4 separate regions of the Mus musculus genome follow, and regions 2, 3 and 4 are each linked to region 1. A link is a contact called in public promoter capture Hi-C data. All regions are on one chromosome and are shown on one strand. Each heading gives the region's core, a stretch centred on a gene start, on an enhancer-like site or on the middle of the called end of the contact. The rest is flanking DNA. Distances are from core to core; before and after follow the strand shown. Region 1 holds the start of Mtf1 (metal response element binding transcription factor 1). Region 2 holds the start of Oscp1 (organic solute carrier partner 1). Region 3 holds the start of Ndufs5 (NADH:ubiquinone oxidoreductase core subunit S5). Region 4 holds the start of Stk40 (serine/threonine kinase 40).

The links. Promoter capture Hi-C pulls out the DNA fragments that hold promoters and counts their contacts.
Region 2: a promoter capture Hi-C map of pre-B cells shows a contact between it and region 1, with 2.7 times the contacts expected there. The contact joins the promoter of Oscp1 here to the promoter of Mtf1 in region 1. A contact is called at or near these places in 12 of 39 promoter capture datasets (the 3T3-L1 cell line, 3T3-L1-derived adipocytes, the C10 cell line and 7 more) and 1 of 115 datasets of contacts at active chromatin or transcription factors (large pre-B cells).
Region 3: a promoter capture Hi-C map of liver shows a contact between it and region 1, with 6 times the contacts expected there. The contact joins the promoter of Ndufs5 here to the promoter of Mtf1 in region 1. A contact is called at or near these places in 4 of 39 promoter capture datasets (hippocampal neurons, liver, neutrophils and 1 more) and 1 of 484 Hi-C or Micro-C datasets (B cells).
Region 4: a promoter capture Hi-C map of pre-B cells shows a contact between it and region 1, with 2.9 times the contacts expected there. The contact joins the promoter of Stk40 here to the promoter of Mtf1 in region 1. A contact is called at or near these places in 3 of 39 promoter capture datasets (3T3-L1-derived adipocytes, liver and pre-B cells), 1 of 484 Hi-C or Micro-C datasets (B cells) and 1 of 115 datasets of contacts at active chromatin or transcription factors (extraembryonic endoderm stem cells).

Annotation. Positions count from the first base shown.
Region 1 is chr4:124,801,219-124,803,918 of GRCm38.p6, forward strand. It overlaps Mtf1 (metal response element binding transcription factor 1), which reads left to right and starts at 1,331. Exons shown (of 11, transcript NM_008636.4): 1 at 1,331-1,425. Inpp5b (inositol polyphosphate-5-phosphatase B) reads left to right here. Exons shown (of 24, transcript NM_008385.4): 24 at 1-293.
Region 2 is chr4:126,057,180-126,059,879 of GRCm38.p6, forward strand. It overlaps Oscp1 (organic solute carrier partner 1), which reads left to right and starts at 1,386. Exons shown (of 10, transcript NM_172701.3): 1 at 1,386-1,613. The coding sequence starts at 1,502.
Region 3 is chr4:123,716,875-123,719,574 of GRCm38.p6, forward strand. It overlaps Ndufs5 (NADH:ubiquinone oxidoreductase core subunit S5), which reads right to left and starts at 1,312. Exons shown (of 3, transcript NM_001030274.1): 1 at 1,239-1,312.
Region 4 is chr4:126,102,565-126,105,264 of GRCm38.p6, forward strand. Stk40 (serine/threonine kinase 40) reads left to right here and starts at 1,393. Exons shown (of 11, transcript NM_028800.3): 1 at 1,393-1,582.

The DNA.
Region 1 (2,700 bases), core at 81-2,580:
CTGAAGGAGAATGGCTTGGGGCGGCAGGACTCTGCTTAGAGGTTCCTGGATAAACAACTTTTAGCCATCCAGATGCTTCCACTGTCCAAGCCGCAAACATGTTCATGCATAGGGCACCTGTTCCCTTTCTGCTCAACTCCAAGGCCTCTCAGTCGCCCCCAAGAGCACTGAAGAAAGGGGGTTCTGGTGAAACAAGTGGGATTTTGTAGGATATTCAGTCCTCCCAACTGTATATAATGCAGCACCTCTCATATATGTAATATATTTTAATGAAAATGTATTTTTAATGGTGACTATGGTTCTCTCTTTTTTTAGTTATGTGTATGTGTGTGGTGGTGGTGGTACATGCATGTGTGAATGTGCTAGGAGAGGCCAGAGGCTCAGATCTCTCTGAAGCTGGATGTGAGCCATCTAATGTGGGTTCTGGTTTCAAAAGAACTCTAAGGTCAGAGCAGTCAGTTGGTCTTCTCTTCCCCAATCCTCCTCTCTCAAGAGATGGTAGTTCCTGGCAGCTAGTCCTTTGTGGCTTAAGAACAGAGCAGCTGATCTGTGGCATGCTGGTGCGCCAGAGTCACTTATTCAACCTTACTCAGAGGGAATGGCACAGCAGTTTGGGCCTGAACCCTGATCTAGCCTCTAAGAGCACTGCTCCAACGTAAACATTCGAGAGAAGTCGTTCATGGGGTAAATAAGCATTAGCTTATGTGAGAGTCTAAAAATTACATATACAGGAATATAATAGAAACACGAGAAAAGTATCTTCTTGGGCTTTGAAATATTGCTACCACCGAGTGGATTTCAAGGGTGGGTAGGATAAGTGTTAAGAGCTGACAGGGGACTGGCCAGTAGGTGGCGCTGACCCTTTCTAGAGCAAAAACCCTCCTTAAGGAAGGTTGGAACCGCTAGCTCCCGCGGGCGCGTGAGAACGAGAAGTTTCTGGAGGGCTCTGCTCAGCGTTCCGGTCCTGGGGGGGAGCCTCAGCCAGGTGAACTATGCTGCGTGGGTACAGTGGGGCGAGGAGAGGGATGCCGTGGGCTGGCCTACGCATCTGGAAGGCGGCGGCTGACTGCAGCCTTCTTGCTGCAGCTGTGGACGCAGCTGGGGCTGAGAACACCTCGACTTCACCGCTGATGTCGCGTATCCTCCCGCGCTCGAAACAGCCCGCTCTCTATGGTCAGCTTCCCGGTGCGGCACCGGAGCGCCAGACTCCACTCGCTCCGCCCACAGCCCGCTGGGGAGAGGCGCGGTCTCAGCCCCCTGGAGAGTAGAAGCCAATCACGAACAGCAGCAGGCCCAGGGCTCCCCGGGCCTCTCCTTCCTCCGGAAAGCGGAAGCGGAAGTGACGCTAGGGACAGGTGGGGGCAATCATGGTGCCGCTTGGGAGGGGAGAAGCTGCTGCTGCCGCCGTTGCCGGGAGCCGCGGAGGTAAAAGCAGAGGCTGGACTCGGCTGGGGCTGGAACTATCCGGGGGGTGCGGGACTGGGGCTCCCTGCCGTAGCCATTCCCGGCTGAGACTTCATTCCACTCACCCGAGGGACCCCACCCCTCCTCCGTTTCCATGGGGATGGGTATCCAGCCCCCCTTCTCTGTTTCCATGGAGACCCGGACCCTGCCCCTCTTAGCCCAGCTCGTAGCCCCCAGACTGCCTCGGGGTTTTTCTCTGTAGCCCTGGACTAGGGGTGCTTTCCCGGTCAGGGTCCTCATGCTAGTCTCTCAGAGGTGCTGGGTTCGCAGTCCTCGGCCACCCTCACACCTCCTGGTCTTGTTACAGAAAGTTGGTCTCTGCGTTTCCCGGGGCAGCCCACCGGGTCTCTTATCTCTCCTCTCAGACACCGAGAAACGTGTATTTCTGGGGTTGCGTAAGCAAAGGTTCGGGCTGGTTCCTCTCAGATTAGATCCCTTGACCTGTGCCTGGTAACTACCTCGCCTGCTTGTCACTCCGGCTAGTAAAGGCTCACTTTGCCGACTCTTGAGCTGAAGAGAAAGTGCAGAACCAGGTTGAGAACTAAGTGATGTGCTGGTTATTTTAAATTCTCCTTTTGTGTCTGCCAAACCCACATTTGTAGAACCTGTGTGTTTTCGGGTGAAGGAGGAATCACCATTCCAGACCATGAAAGCTTCAAATTTGGTAATTTCCTCAAGAGGCTATCTTCAAAAAGAGACCGTCTGCATGTCTGTCATTCATTTTGCTGATATTTCCTGAGCTGCTCGTGTCAGTATTGCTTATGTTAAGTCAGCCTTTCGGGTCAGAAAGCCTAGTCACTCTGTACAAGTGTACTCTCTGGTCCAGATCATGTTTTACGATATAAATAATTAAAGTGATTTGCATCAGCTACTCCTTATTAGGGTTTAGCCCCTCCACCTGATGTGTTCTAGAAATGACAGAAGGAAGCCACCCTTTTTCTTTACCTGCAGTTTCTCTTTCTGTATGAAACAGGAAGCCCTGGTCCCACTGTAGAAAAGCAGGCACGGATAGGTTGTCCAAGCAGTAAAGGGCAAAAGGAGGGTTTGGAGGTGGTTATGTTCAGAGTGTTGTTTCTGCACCACCAACTACATGAGGCCGTGGCACTGCCTCACGGTGTGTTTGCGGGGAGGGAGGGCATTGGGACGGGAGCACCTCACTGAAGGTTTGTAGCCACTCTTTCTTTAAACAGCCACCTGTTTGCTCTTTTATCCTCCTTAGCTTCATAGATCCATCTT
Region 2 (2,700 bases), core at 136-2,635, 1.3 Mb after region 1:
ATTGAACTCAGGACCTTCGGAAGAGCAGTCAGTGATCTTAACCGCTGAGCCATCTCTCCAGCCTGATTTTTGTTGGTTTTAAAGACAGGGACCCAGTCCTGACTGTCCTAGAACTTGCTATGTAGACCAGGCTGGACTCTGCTTACAAAGTGCTGGGATCAAAGGCAAGTGCAGCCACACCTTGCTGCTCTGTCTTGACCCTATCCAGTCTGACAGTACACAGAGGCAAACTCTGAAAGGGACCGTGTTCTGCCAAAACTTGAGATAGTGTTGGAAGCTGGGCAGATAACAAAATGCATAAGGCCCACCAGAAGATAAAGATGTTTATTACAGGTGGGGCTGAGGTGTTAAGCTCATGTGCCGGGTCACAGCACTCCCAGAGCCTGAAGCAGGTGGATCTCCGAGTTTGAAGCCAGCCTGGTCTACAGAGCAAGTTCCAGGACAGCCAGGACAACACAGAGAAACCCTGTTTCAAAACAAAACAAAAAGGTTCAAGTTGTACTAGACAATTTTAAAAAGTTTGGCTCTTGGGAGGAAAGAAAAACGACTAGAAGGTGTGACGTGGAGGATGCCACAAGCAGGAAGGAAGACATTGAAGGAATGAGCTGTGTTTTGTAAGCGGCGCCTTTTGAAATTTAGTCCAACAGCATCAGAGCAGTGACACAGAGGAACGTAGGAATGCAGAAAGGGGAATTAAGGAATGCGAGGATTCTACAAGGAAAAGGAGGAAGTGGCTGATTATTAAAGGAGGTGGATGTAGGTTCCAAAGCTCAAGTCTCAAGATTGCTGTGGCTGGAGAGAGAAGTGCTTAGCAGAAACACTGATGACGAATCGTCTGAAAAGGTCCAGCCGTAGGTGAAGAAACGCGAGGGTGCTACTTAAGTTGCTAGGAGGGCCGGGCTGGGTTGCCTCACTGAGTAGTAAATCCGGCGTAACATCGCTTCCAGGAGGGGTTAGAAAGGAGACAAATGATATAACTAATCGAGATGAGGGATTATAATAACTCAGAATGCCTTCGTGGCGCTTGCCATGACCTCACTGGTTCCTCTGCACGTCCCTGGGAGATAGTTCACAAATCTGCCCGCAGCACAGCAGGCCATGGCGGACCGGGACGCTAGACGACTCTAGGCGAACGACTCCGAAGACGCTGGGGTTGATTTTCCTAGTTTCCGGTGCGATGGCTGGGCCACGGCAGATACGCGCGGCTGGCTGGAACGCTCCCGGCGACACCAAAGCTAAACTGGAAAACTCAAAACCAGCGCTCCCGGGAGGCCAAAGGTGCGCGCCTCCGTTTGAACCAATCCCCTGAAGCGATCTTTGTCACTTAACCCAATAAGCGCCGGTCTTCGGCCACCTCCTATCAATCCACCATGTGATTGGTTCGCCTTTCTGTTCCCGGCGTTGCCCCAGCAACCGGGCTATGGACGCGTAGGGGCCTCCAGGCTGCTAAATCACAAACCCTGGGGTTCTTCCTTCATCTACCCTGCGGGTTTCCGGCACTATGTCGGTTCGGACTCTGCCGCTGCTCTTTTTGAACTTGGGCGGGGAGATGCTTTACGTCCTAGACCAGCGACTGAGGGCCCAGAACATCCCCGGAGACAAGGCCCGCAAAGGTAAGTAACGCCCCCGCAGCCTTGATCTGTTCCCTTCCTCACCGCACTAAATGTCCCTATACAGAACCGCAGCCTAGCACCAGCCCCCCTCCAACCTCCGTCCTGATACCCAGGCCGACCGGCACCTGACCCCCTTCCCCTCATCCCAATAGCCAAACCGATGCCTCTGCGCACTTCTCTTTGACAGCCGGGTATCTTTCTCAAAAGACGCAGAGCCCATGCAGTTGGAAGCCCTCCGGAGTCAAATTAATTCTCCAAAAGAGCATTTCCCCACAGAGAAGCCTAATACATTGGACATACTTACAGTGCCTGAGCCCTCGATTTCCCAGTCTCTGGAAATCTGTCTATTTCCAAAAGTAGTTACAGTTGACAAGATACTTTTGGCAGGTATAACCATCCGTTAACCCCCACAAAACAGATGGGGACGCCCGCGTCTCTGTCCTCCTACGTAAGCAGAAGCCTGGTCATGCTCATTTCAGAAGCCATTTCTAGAAATGTAGGGCCCCAAAATAATATAGATAAGAACGAAAACATGCTTCTTGATTTTGCAAGTGTTGGAAGGGGTTGCAATTGTGAAAATACTTTTGGAAGGCTTATAAAATGCAAAATTATGCCATGTGTAGTGCAGAGAGAAACGACCACCCAAAACACGCTGCCAGTCTATCTTACTTCTCAGCAAACAACTTTGTTCACCAAATTTGCTGGGCTATTGTATTTGTAGGCAGAGGAGTAAACATTTATCTAAAGGACAACTGAACACTAATGAAAGCTCGATTTCCTCCCAACAGCTTATGTCCCCTCCATTGATGTTAAACAGGCACATTCAGATGGTGTGTCTGATTTTGTGTAAGTGCATACGTAAACAGACAAGAGAACCCTCTGGACCACTCCCTTCCATTCATTCCCAGCCTTGCTACCAGGGGCTTTACAAAATGCAAATATGTCTAGTGGGGCTTTATAAAATGCAAATATGTCTAGTATGTCTCTCCTCAAAATTGCCGACAACCTTCCACTCCTGTCTAAATGGAGACCAAGTCCTAGGCAGAACACGTTGGGGCCCTCCGATTAGGACACTGTCTTAGTCAGG
Region 3 (2,700 bases), core at 62-2,561, 1.1 Mb before region 1:
TTTAATCCCAGCACTTGGGAGACAGAGGCAGGCAGATCTCTGAGTTCGAGGCCAGCCTGGTCTACAAAGTGAGTTCCAGGACAGCCAGGGCTACACAGAGAAACCCTGTCTCGAACCCCCCCCCCCAAAAGTACTTCGTCCATTACTGTAACAGTCTATTTACTTCTATGTTTTTCCTACTGCTTTTGTTTTGAGAGCAAAATCGAGCAGATGCTAGTTAACTGCTAAAAATAAATGAACAAGTCAAATTAAAATTTTGTAAAAAAATAAAAAAAATCAGGAAATCTCAAACAACTTACACGTACAACTATAAAGCAGTGGATAGATTCTGGTGCTCAGTAGAATATGACATACATTAAGCAAAAAGAACATATGGAAAATACATAGTAAAGTTGACATAGAACAAAATAATCCCAAACGACAAATGTGCTTAAGAATGGAAAGCAAGCGCAGCACCCACATCAAAACCATCCTGTACGCGGACATTTAGGTGAATTTAATTTATAAAGCTCCCTCCCATTCTTTTAGTCATTTACTGTGTATGTCAGAGGCAAATGGGGGAAACGGCTCATCATAAGCACTGGAGACCCACACTGGGAACCTGAGTAAGAATTCGGGGGAGGAAGCCATTGGGAGAATAGAAAAAGTCCCAGAGGAGGATCTACATCGCTCTCTCTCTCGCTCTCTCTCTCTCTCTCTCTCTCTCTCTCTCTCTCTCTCTCTCTCACACACACACACACACACACACACACACACACACACACACACACAAACATAGACAACAGAAGTTATGACAATGAGGACGGACAGAGGCTCTGGAGCGGCTGCTGAGCCAAGTGCACAACAGGAAGAAAGTAGAGGGCTCTGGGGACCAAAATCAGGATGTGGTGCACGCCTTTAATCTCAACACTTGGAAGACAGAGGCAGATGCTTCTCTGTGAGTTCAAGGCCAGCTTGGTCTACAGAGTGAATTCCAGCCTACACAGAGAAACCCTGTCTCAAAACAAAAACAAAAAGGAGCGGGATGTCAGGGTAGGAAGGAGGCCAAGGCAGGAGTCCGGCAGACGGTGGATTTGCTCCGGAGGGCCGGGGGTGGGGGTGACGACCTAGTTACGGGGTGAAGGGAAGGCAGGAGGACACGCCCAGACCTGGGCCACCCACAGAGAGAGGAAATGTGTCAAGGAGCTAATCCTGAACGAAACTTCTTGGCTGTGCGGACACAGCAGCGCCTACCGCACCTCTGCAGTGCCCTTGTCAGGTCCCTGGTGCAATTCCCGACCGCCGGCTGCGGGAGGACGCAGACGCCTGCCGTAAAGGACGCCCGCAGCACGACATCTCCAGAGCGACGCCGTAAATCAACCACCGGCCGAGGAACTGTAGAAACCAAGCACAGCGGGTCTGCGCCTGCGCAGCAAGCAGCCCAGCCTCCAGACGCTGACAGCTGATAAACCGACTTTCCCCATACTACTGCGCCCGGTAGTGAGTTCTCCCTTTCAGCACTGTCGTGACCGTTGATTGTTGTGCTACTTGAGCAAGGTCACACTCGAGAAAGAGTAGTGCTTCCCTCACCCCAAGGAAATGTGGTGATTAAAGCTCGTGTGCCGTGACCCCAAAACTTGTGTGACTGTTTCCCAGTTTCACGGTGGCAGTTTCCCTTTTTGGTAATAAACATAATAGCCGGGCTGGAGAGACAGCTCAGAGGTTAAGAGCATTTGTTGATCTGGGAGAGGTCCTCGGTTTAACTCTAGATTCAGGGGACCCAACATAGTTCTTCTAACCTCAGCAATACCAGGAGCACACACATGGTGCACATACATGAAGACAAAACTCTCGCACATAAAGTAAATCTTAAAAGAAAGATAATAGTGCCTAACGTGGTGGCTCAGGCCTTTAAATCACAGAAATTAAGAAACGGAAACAGGTGGATGTCTATGAGTTCTAGGCCAACTAAGGCTACATAGTGAGATCTTGTTACAAACAAACAGCTATAGAGTTACTATAGGGACTTCTTTATACTGTGACATGATGAAAACGTTCTTTGATGTATTAGCTGACATTTGCACCAAAGCAATCAGAAAGCTGAGACAGGAGGATGTATCCTCTTGAGTTCAAGGCTGGCCTGGCCTATAAGACAGATGCTGTGCCTGCGAATGAACAGTTTCTGGAGAAAATTCCCGAAGTCCATGTGGTGGGTTCAATAGGAATGGCCCCCATAGATTCACGTGTGTGAATGCTTGCCTCATAGGCAGTGGCACTATTAGGAAGGGTGGCCTTGTGAGAGTATGTGTGGCTTTGTTGGAGAAAGTGTGTCACTTTTGGGGAGGGATTTGAGGTCTCCTATGCTCAAGTCAAGCCTAGTGTGGATTAGTCTCCTTTTGCTGCCTGTTGATCAAGATGTAGAAATCTCAGTTCCTTCTCCAACACCATGCCTTCCTGCATGCTGCCATGCTTCCTGCCATGATGATAGTGGACTAACCTCTGAAACTGTAAGCCAGCCCCAATTAAATGGTTGCCATGGTCACAAGTCTTTTTACAGCAATAGAAACCCTAGTAAGAGAGTCCACAATTTATTAATTTCATTCAATCACTCCAACTTGCTCCACTCACCCCCTTCCATCGGCTGGATGTCCCATATGAAACTGGTTTCAGTTCAATTAAAGTTTTCTGAGCACTCAGCCTGTGTCCAGTCAAATATTGGCT
Region 4 (2,700 bases), core at 143-2,642, 1.3 Mb after region 1:
CTTTGTCAGAGAGAGGAGCAAAGTGGGCCGGCCTTCTGGATGCCTGCCTTTGAGTCACGTGCCTCCTAGAGGTTCCCCGACTGAGACCAGTGGGCATCTATAGGGTGTGGTTAGCTGGATGTGAAACTCCTTGGGTCCTCCCATGGTTGGTGTAATGTGTTATCCCCACTTGGGCAGCCAGGATTTACACTGAATTACCTAGTTTGTAAGTGATACAATGGGGATTCAAGCTCTAGCCTTTTTGGAACCCACGAAACTTTCTTCAAACCACAGCCCAGCCATTATTAGCTGGGTGTCACGGCAGAGGTTACCCTCTCTCTCTGAGTGCTACCTTCTGCATTTGTTAACAGGTCTCTAAAAGTGCCTCATTTTGCATAAGACAGGGCCTTAGGAGCTGGTATCATTACTAGTTATTCAGCATTATCTGCAGCTGAATGGCCACCAAGCCAATCAAAGACATTAAGAAAGGATTCAGGCTGGGACTTCATTATGAAGACCAGCCTTCGGTGTCCTAGCAGGGCTTAGTCGTGTCCACGTGTGTCTACACGTGGATCCAGAATGACCCAGGGGAGGGAAGAGTGTCATCAAGTACACTTGTTAACTCTGAGACAAAGGAGTGGGACTATGGCCGCTGGTACTGCTGCCACCGAGCCCTTCTGGCCGCTTCTACACGGCAGTGGACGGAAGCCAGGATTTTCGAGGGCCCCCAGTGAGTCACCAGACTGATGCAATCCCTTTAAAGGGCTCATCTGCTGGTGCAAGAAGCTGATTCATGGAGGGCGTGGCTGCTGAAGGAGGAGAAAGGACGGAAACTGGCAGGAGGGAGTGAGGTAGACAGCCGGCTGAAGTCGTTCATTGGAACTCTTCACTGCAATCTCCCTGGACAAGACTCTAGGGATGTCCAAGATGAACTTGGCCATCTTTGGGGTTTCTGAAGGGCCTAAAGTGAAATGAATTGTGACAGTAGCGACAGCCAATTCTTGACTTCTCTTGTACCCAACTTCAGCACTTTCCCACACAAATTTCCAGAAGCCGAGAAATGGGGAGCAAAGAAAGACTACTTTTCTAAAGAATGCAGTGCAGTTGGCGGGTTTTGCAACCACTTAGAGACGTCCCCAACCCCAGCAAGGAGAGCATAAGTCGGTGAGGTTCTGCAGAGCCAAGGCGGACCGGCGCCTCTGTCCCAGTCCCACTGTAGATGTAGATTAGCGGTAAGTACCGCCCCCTGACTGTCCAATCACTTTACAGATTTCGACCCAGACTCCACCCAGAACCAATTGGCGATCTTATCTGGGCTTCCTGCCTGAAGGCTTCCGCCCATCCTGAAGATGGCGCACCAACCCCAAACTCAGGCGAGGGGGCGGGAGGCGGGGCCGAGAGCCTATGCGTCACTTCCGTTGTCAGGTGGCGGCGCCGCAGCCATGGAGGGAGGCGGCGGCGGCAGCTCTGGCGGCTGCGCTGGGAGGCGGCGGTGAGCGGCTCCCACGCCCCCGGCCCGGCCCCGGCCCCCGGGACGGAGCGCCGAGCAGCCCCGACTCTGGGCTGCGGACTATGGGCAAGGAGCGCTGATTCCCCGGGAAAGGTGAGTTCGGGGTCCCGGGACGCGGAGCCGGGTGGGGGCTGCGTGCTGGCGGGGCGGGCCACCGTGGCGGAGGGACCCCGGTGACAGCCCGAAGCTGACCGGCGCGACCAGAACGGCTATAGTGAATTCCCCCTCCGCCACTGGAGGTCTGTCCTTCCCGGCAGCGGGGGCGTCGGCTGCCGGGAGCCTCGGTCTTTTGCCGCAGCCCTGGGAAATGGGCACTGCTCGCCTTGCCCAGACCCACTCAACCAGTCATCGAAGCAGCCGGCGTTTGGCCCGCTCTAGTTTTTCTCCCAGAGAGACCCGCTCCTCCTCTCCATGCTTCTCTCCTGACCTAGAGAGTGACTTGAAAGTTAGAACGAGTCCCCAAGGAGAGCCAGCCAAGGTTTTCCTCCTGGAGCCCTCACCCGTTGGCACCAACACCATCGCTGCTGGGGAATTTTCACATCCTGGGCGGCGTTCAGGTGCGAGTCACAGCAACCTGCTTGCCAGATCCACGTTGGGCCGGTCTTCACCGTGGGAGAGCTTGCTGTGGTCAGTGTTTCACCTGCCATCCTGGTCAGGCCCGCCCATTCCTACGATGCTTGGCCCCACCTTTCAATCTTGGGTAGGAGCTTTCGGATTCCCGGTGGCTTCTCCGTCCACCCCCACTCCCCCAGGTTGTTGGCAGAAGGAAGAGCTGACAGCCACCTTCGGTGGCAGGATAGACTTTGCTCTGTTTTAAGTCACTGGAGGAAACCGGTTGGCTTTGCTGGTTTTGAGAATCATTGAGGAAGAGGGTAGTCACGCTGGGCTGGGCGCCTTTCCCTCTCGGCTGAGTAGTTTTGCATGAGATAAGGAAGAGCAAAATCCTATAGCCCTTATTTATAAACAACGTTGTGAGTTCCTCCTTAAAGGCCCTGTTATTTGATTGTGGATTAGACTATCTCTGCCAGAGATAGTCCCCATTCATTCATTCATTCATTCATTCATTTTTCTCATAACAAAAGGGCCCTGCCTGTAGAGCCTAGTGCTGTGTAGTATTCGTAGGCTTTGGAGGCTCACTCCTTAAAGCCTGGGATTAAAAGTGTGTGTCAACCTTGCTCTGGACTCCTTAAATTCAGATTCTGGTGCCGCTG